Regions from separate parts of the Gasterosteus aculeatus genome. Here region 1 is linked to region 2. The links are chromatin contacts, called in public Hi-C maps. All regions are on one chromosome and are shown on one strand. Each heading gives the region's core, a stretch centred on a gene start, on an enhancer-like site or on the middle of the called end of the contact. The rest is flanking DNA. Distances are from core to core; before and after follow the strand shown.

Evidence for each region. A called contact is a pair of places that touch in the nucleus more often than the background predicts.
Region 1: a Hi-C map of skeletal muscle shows a contact between it and region 2, with 2.9 times the contacts expected there. The contact joins two enhancer-like sites. A contact is called at or near these places in 2 of 6 Hi-C or Micro-C datasets (skeletal muscle and whole body).

Annotation. Positions count from the first base shown.
Region 1 is chr7:11,068,027-11,071,269 of fGasAcu3.hap1.1, reverse strand. It overlaps nrxn2b (neurexin 2b), which reads right to left. Exons shown (of 22, transcript XM_040180546.2): 8 at 3,180-3,243; 9 at 1,711-2,094. Among protein-coding and RNA genes, the nearest start is that of LOC144410332, 220 kb to the right of the region's middle. Within about 2 kb of position 1,854, at least 2 of the 9 cell types and tissues checked have open chromatin away from gene starts, as enhancers often do.
Region 2 is chr7:10,684,924-10,688,291 of fGasAcu3.hap1.1, reverse strand. No RefSeq gene overlaps it. Among protein-coding and RNA genes, the nearest start is that of alpk1, 44 kb to the right of the region's middle. Within about 2 kb of position 1,826, at least 1 of the 9 cell types and tissues checked has open chromatin away from gene starts, as enhancers often do.

The DNA.
Region 1 (3,243 bases), core at 605-3,104, 380 kb before region 2:
GCCGAAGGAGACGAGAATCTGCACCGTGCGGCCATGTTGCGGCCCGGCGGCCCCCGCCAAGGTGAGGCGGGCCGAGCTCGAGCCGAAGCGGAGACAGACGGGGAGCATCGGTCGCGCATTCTCTCCTCGCTGCCGAGATAACAGAAGATTTAAGGCGTGGATGGCGAGGGGGGCGGCGGGAGCGGACGCACCTCGCAGCATCGATCGGACCCTGAAAGCACCGTCTCCACCTCCCCACATCCCCCCCATCCACCCGCCCCGACGCTAAACGTCTGACTGCAGTATCTTCTGCGCATTATAATCCGATGCGCGCTATATATGAAACATTTTCTAAAATAGGTGATTCATTGAAGGTGCGCCTTATTGTGCGGAAAATACGGCACATGAGCTCCGAAGAAAATGGTACACAAAACGTACATCGCCGGTTAATACATTTTTTGTCGGTTAAATTCTTAAGGTCATTTAATCATCCCTAGTTTATGTTTTGATCAGAGTTGTGATTAAAGGTTTGGGTGGGCCGCAAAATATTTTCAGATTTCAAAGTGGGCCGCGGCATTCTTGAGTTTGGGAACCGCTGCCTTAAGTACATAAAATGGGATGCATACAATTATTAATTATTCTCCTAAAACTAACTAGACACACCAGCAAGGTTTTAGTTTTAAGTGGCTTCACATCATGTCATTTCCCCACAGTCTTTTTCCTCTGGCCAATATCATTGATTGTCCTTACACACACAGAAATATGCAGCTGGTTTTCAGTAAAGTCCCAGTGCCGCATCTCTGCAGTAACGCAAAGCTCCAGCAGATGGCAAAAGAGCACCACTGAAAACACACCTGCCACCCTGAGACCAAAAAAATCACCCTTCAACATAAAGACATTTCATTCTCTACCTCCACTGTCCTGATTTGAATCCAATCTCTCCTTCCCTCATTACCCTCCTTGTCCCTCAAAATCCCATCCTGTCATGGTTCATTCCCCCGAGCGAGGCGCCTGCAGCTAATTGGAATGAATCAGGCGTACGTGGTGCTGTTTGACTAGCTCACCTCCCCTCGCTGCGGCTTTGGCGCCACCTGGATTTGCGTGACAGACACAGATGGCGACGGTAGGCCTTGCTGCTCTGAGCCACCGCTACCCGCCTCTGAGTGCTTCCCCCCCCTCACCCTCTTCCAGCCAGCGGCCACCAACAAGCCCCCCGGCCCCTGGTTCAGACGTGTCCCTGCGGAGTTCTTACACTCACCACACAGCCGCCGCTTGGTTAAGTGAAAAATGAGGCAGCCCATTGTTGAAATGCTCCTTGTGCACTTGTTTTCTCCTGATTCTGCTGTACTCACTGGGGTTTACATTACTTGTAGACATTGTACAACATGAACAATGTAACCTTGCATTGTTTCATCTATTTGGAGCCATAGCTTAAATATGTATGTTTTGCCTCTCAGAAGGATTGCAGCCTTGTTTTTGACTTGTCGCACGACACATTGTTCAAATCTAACAGCAATTAAAATTTCAATATGTCATTTGCATAATAGATCCATGTATTTGAGTCAATGTTGGTGCAGGATTCTGTACAAGTCAATTATGTACTTCTGCAAACTCAATGTGTCCATGTTTTCAATAATGTATGATCACTTCCAGACCGTCAAAGTCTTGGTCCCTTCACCCATAAACCAGCTTTCCCTTAAACAGCCCCTAGTCCCCCCCCCCCCTCCTTACCTATCTCACAGTTGGCTCCCAGGTATCCGGTGCCGATGCAGTCACATATGTAGCGGTTCCAGCCCTCTTTGCACAGACCTGCGTTGCCACAGGGAGCGCTGCTGCACCTCTTCTGCAGCTCGCGGGTGCAGAAACTGCTGACGCCGAACGCACTCTGGATCTCAGCCAGGCGGCGGACATCGCGGCTCTTGCCGTCGATAAAGAGGTCGCGCACGCAGCCCACGTATCCGTAGTTGAGCAGCGCCGTCCAAACCTCGGGTGGCAGGATGAGGTCTGACTTGAACTCGGGTAGCCCGCCCAGGTACATGTCGCTGTCCAGGTCCAGGATTTCACTGCCCTCAGGGGAGCTGAAGGGCAAGCTGCGGCTGTTGACTGAGATAGATCCTGAAAGGCAGAAACACAGTTGTCAACTGAATATTAAATTGTCTATGGTCAAACATAGTAAGAAATTGAAGAAGTGGGTAGTATGGATACGTGGGAGGGAATGGGAGTGGGGTCAAGCGGCTGAGTGAGTGGGCAAATGCATTTTTGAAAGGAGCAGTAAGTGGATCATTTAGGGACACAAAGCACAGACAGATGGACATACAAGAGACAGGAAGAACAAATATCAGTAAAGTGTGTGTGTCTGTGTGTGTGTATCTAATGTGTCTGTAATAGGCTAAATGGAGGAGAAGGGAAGCATAATGCAGCAGGGAGTAGGTGAGACAAAAGGCCTTCTATCTTTCTGTGATTAACGACTCTGTCTTAATTTTCTATTAAAAGCCAATTACAGCAGGAGCAGCAGCAAGATCACATGCATGCTCGCACACACACACACACACACACACACACACACACACACACACACCATTATTCACCCCTTAGTCATTATAAGATGCTATTAGGGATACGATATAATGTCCTAGGTGCTTGTCCACCTACAGATCATTCATCAGAAACCAGACACTGAAGCATGCAGATGTCCCTGTTTGTTGCCCAAATTCAGGCAGATACATTAGAACCACGTGTCTCTCAGGTAAATAAACTCACCTTAAGTATTACCACTACATTATTATTAAAAGTATGCCTAACCAGTCTTAGTTTAGGTTTTAGTATGTGTATATTCCTTTGGAGAGCTGTTGGACCATTAAGCAAATTATTTTTTATAAGCTGCTCCAGAGAATCCATAAAACACTAGGAAAATAGTTTTAGATTGAGTCCATGCTTAGTCCAAGTTTGCCACTGTTGTTTTGCAAAGTAGCTGGGAGCTAGCAAGATATTACACACGAGTGAACACATGACAAAAAGACACGGATATCAGATTTAAAAAAAGAAATTGTAGTTTGCTACAGTAAAAATTACACTTTTTCGCAAAGGTAATTATATCTTTTGATTTTCAGCATATCTTTATATTGCAATTAGAAGTTTGCCCATGTAAAGTAACATTTCTAGATCAGCTGGCGACAAAGGAAGTTAAAATCAGCCCTCACCTTTCCTCCCTTCCCTCTGGAAATCCACATGGCACCATTCCCCGTCATTGACCTTCTTGTTGCT
Region 2 (3,368 bases), core at 577-3,076:
AGGCCTGCCTGAAGTTTGCCAATGACCATCTGGATGATCCAGAGGAGGTATGGGAGAAGGTCCGGTGGCCTAGCCCGTCTCCAGACCTGAAAACCCAATCGAGCTCAATTCTTTTTTTAAATATGCAGTGGTTATTGTTTCTTGTGTATATGGCCAAGCTCTAGAGCACAGCTCTTTCATCAACGTGTTGCTATTGCCCATTTCTACAGCGGACTCACTCATTTATAAATTGATCATGGAAGGCAGAGTGTTGCTGAGGAATCAGGTTAAAAAAGTTAAATGTGAGCAAAATGTTAACATGTCTTGGAATTTAATTTTTTAGTTGCGTGGGAGGGATCAGGATGAGCAATTGGCAGGTGAAAAAGAAGTGACCAGGTGTTTTTGGTGCTTTTCCATGAGTGATGATTTTGCTCATGCTCGTTTAGCTCCAGAGACCAGGCTTGTACATTTGAATTTAGGAGGAGAGAAAGAGAGGTGGAGGTAGAGCCTGCTAGGGGCTGATGGGATTGGACAATGAGTACATGGGTTTCTGTCAGACAGAAGCTCTCTCTCTCTGCTTATCTCAAATTCCCTTCCTGTCTGATCACGAATTATAGCCCAGAATTTAACTCAAGCAAAGACGAGAAGCTGGACCCCCTCAGCCATCCTCATTGCATATACCCCCTCCTCTCTCACTCTTCCCCGTCTCTGGCATGGCTCTTCCGAGCCATGCCACTTGGGGCGGCGTGCTGGCCTTTAAAAAGGCAAACTTGTAATCTGATAATTAACAATCTGCTAAATTTCTCAAAAGGAAAACAGTCATGAGAAATGTCTGCTTCATGCCCGTGAGTGGAATGACCTTTTGCTGAGGCTGGAATGGCATGCAAAGGCAAGGCAACTCACTTAGAAGCATTTAATTAGCTGTGCTCACGGCTGTGTGCTCTGCCAATGGACAGACGAGGGAGGACGAGCTGGGAGGAGAAGGATGGAGGCAAAGAGATATTTAGGGTGCGATTGGGGCATGTGTAGGGATAAACAGACATTGAGATTTTATACAGTATGTTTGTCTGGATCTAAAAATCTTCATCAGAAAACACTTTCTTACTTACATTCCGTCCCCTTCTTCCCCCTTGTTGCGCCCTGCCTTTCAGCAGGCTCTCCACACTGGCCGCAGCAGCAGTGTAGGAACATATCAGCCCTTTGGCATATTCAGTACCATTGCTTTCTATGTCAGTGTTCATCTGCTGAAAGTAGAATAACATTTTAAAAGCAGAGGGAAACATTTGGGATACTTTCTGCCTATTTGAAGAATCCAACGTCTTTATTCTCTTTTTTTGTATTTACACTTTATTCTAGACTAGTTGCACTGTAATGACACAGATTTCTCAACTTTGATCAATTCATTTTTTCACTTCACTGCTTTATTGCTTGTTATGACACAATATGGGATATTTCCTATATCAAACCGAGCACACTGTCATAATGCCAAACAAAAAGTGATTTATTGTTGGAGAAACGGAATAATGAATCCTAAGAATCTATAAACAATACAGCTAGAGGAAACCAATGGAAGTCAATTCAACAAAGTCAATAAAGGATCATTATTCCACCTCATTTGAAGCACAGAGACCAACGGAGAGAGAGAGAGATTAGACACTGGTGCCCCACGAGGCAGTTAGAGCTAATGCACTTAAAGGGTTAATCACTGCATTTGCATGCAAATATGTATTAAAGTGTGTCTGCCCTTACGGGAGGGTGTAATGAAGGAATTGGGCCCAGGCAGTGGGTGACATTCAGCGCCCGTGTAACCCCAGTGGAAAGCTTCCCTCACGCTATTTGTGAATGTTAATTGCTTTTCGGGCTGCTGCCACCTCCCTGCTCTCCACCTGTCCCTCCGTCCCTTATGCAACAGGGGACTCTCCATGTCCTTTAATCTAAAACTGTTGTTTAAACAAGAGAAAATCCTCCGAGGAATAATGTTTGTGGTGTTGGAGCGTCACGCTAAAACTGACGCTTGTATAATAAAGGTGTCCCAGTGCAGTAGGGGAAAAAAGATATCCAAATACTTCAATTATCGGATGTGTGACCCTTTTGCTGTTGGAGGGAAATCTTCCTTGTCTGCCTTTGCTTTTTTCAACTTCTAAAAAAAATTGTGTCTGATTTGCATATTGACTTGTATAGAAAGCTAATCAGTCCAAATATAATTTTGGGTAAAATGATCTTGCAGAAAACAAAAGAGACCAGCCTGTGTTTGTTTCCACAATTATTCTCGTCCTTAAATAAAAACATCAACGGGAAAGAGGAGAAGAGGTGATGATGAGGAGAGAAGGGGAGTAAAGATAGCAATCTTTCCATTTACGACAGGAAGCTTTGAATTTATGTAATCCACAGAACTGTGAAAGTTAAACCCCCATCTGTTAGAAAAAATAAAATGCAAATAGACCTTTTGATTCTGCTGCAGAGGGAAATTTGCCCAATCAAAAGATTAGCGCTGATACCTATGGATTATGTTTCACTTTTATGCCAAATCTCACTATCCCTCTTTCTTTTTTTTTCTTTTTTTACACCTACTCCCTCCCTCTCTGGCTTCATCCAGATTTCTGTTTCTGATTAAGATCTCTGTTTCAGAGATAGAACAAACATGTGATACAAGCTCTGAAATCTACCTGATCTAACTTTAATGCTGATATCAGAAAAAGTACTTTTCTCAGCTTATTAGCAGGATTCACGTCAGAAAATAATAAAATAACATGTTAAATCAGAACTCAACATCTTCCTATGGATTAAAGCCCAATCAGAATCTATATTTGTCACATAAACAATGGCTCATTAACAAACAGTGCGTAAATCCGGAATGTACCCCGGCTTATCATTGGCAGAAAGTGACACTAAACATTTATGAACGTGTGTTAGAACACTGAACATTTAGTTGGGACTGGTGTTAATGGGCTTTGTTAAGTGGACCACATCGCTAGGTCGGTTTCATGGCTATCACCTGACACAGCTAACAACCCCTATTTTTGTCCATTGCTTGCAGGCTCCCTCTCAGCTTGTGATGTTCTAGCAAAAGCCATATAAATGCTAACAACAGCCCATTGATTTTCCTGTGTCTGTGCAGGCGGTCGTATCTGACGCATCAATCTCATTAACATGGAGAGTTTAGGGCGAAGCCGTAGCTCGAAACAATGAGAGACGTATATTCAGCCTGTCTCCTGCACAGAATAATGCAGTGTCGTGAACAGCAGTGTCCGCTGTCTGTAATTATCTGACACCATTAAAGCAGTAAACCTAAACAGTGGTAAACAGAGAAGAGGAGGGTCAAGGAAGCACAAACACATCAAACTTGAGTATGAGGAGAAGTGTGTGTTTTCAAAAAGTGACATTAGACA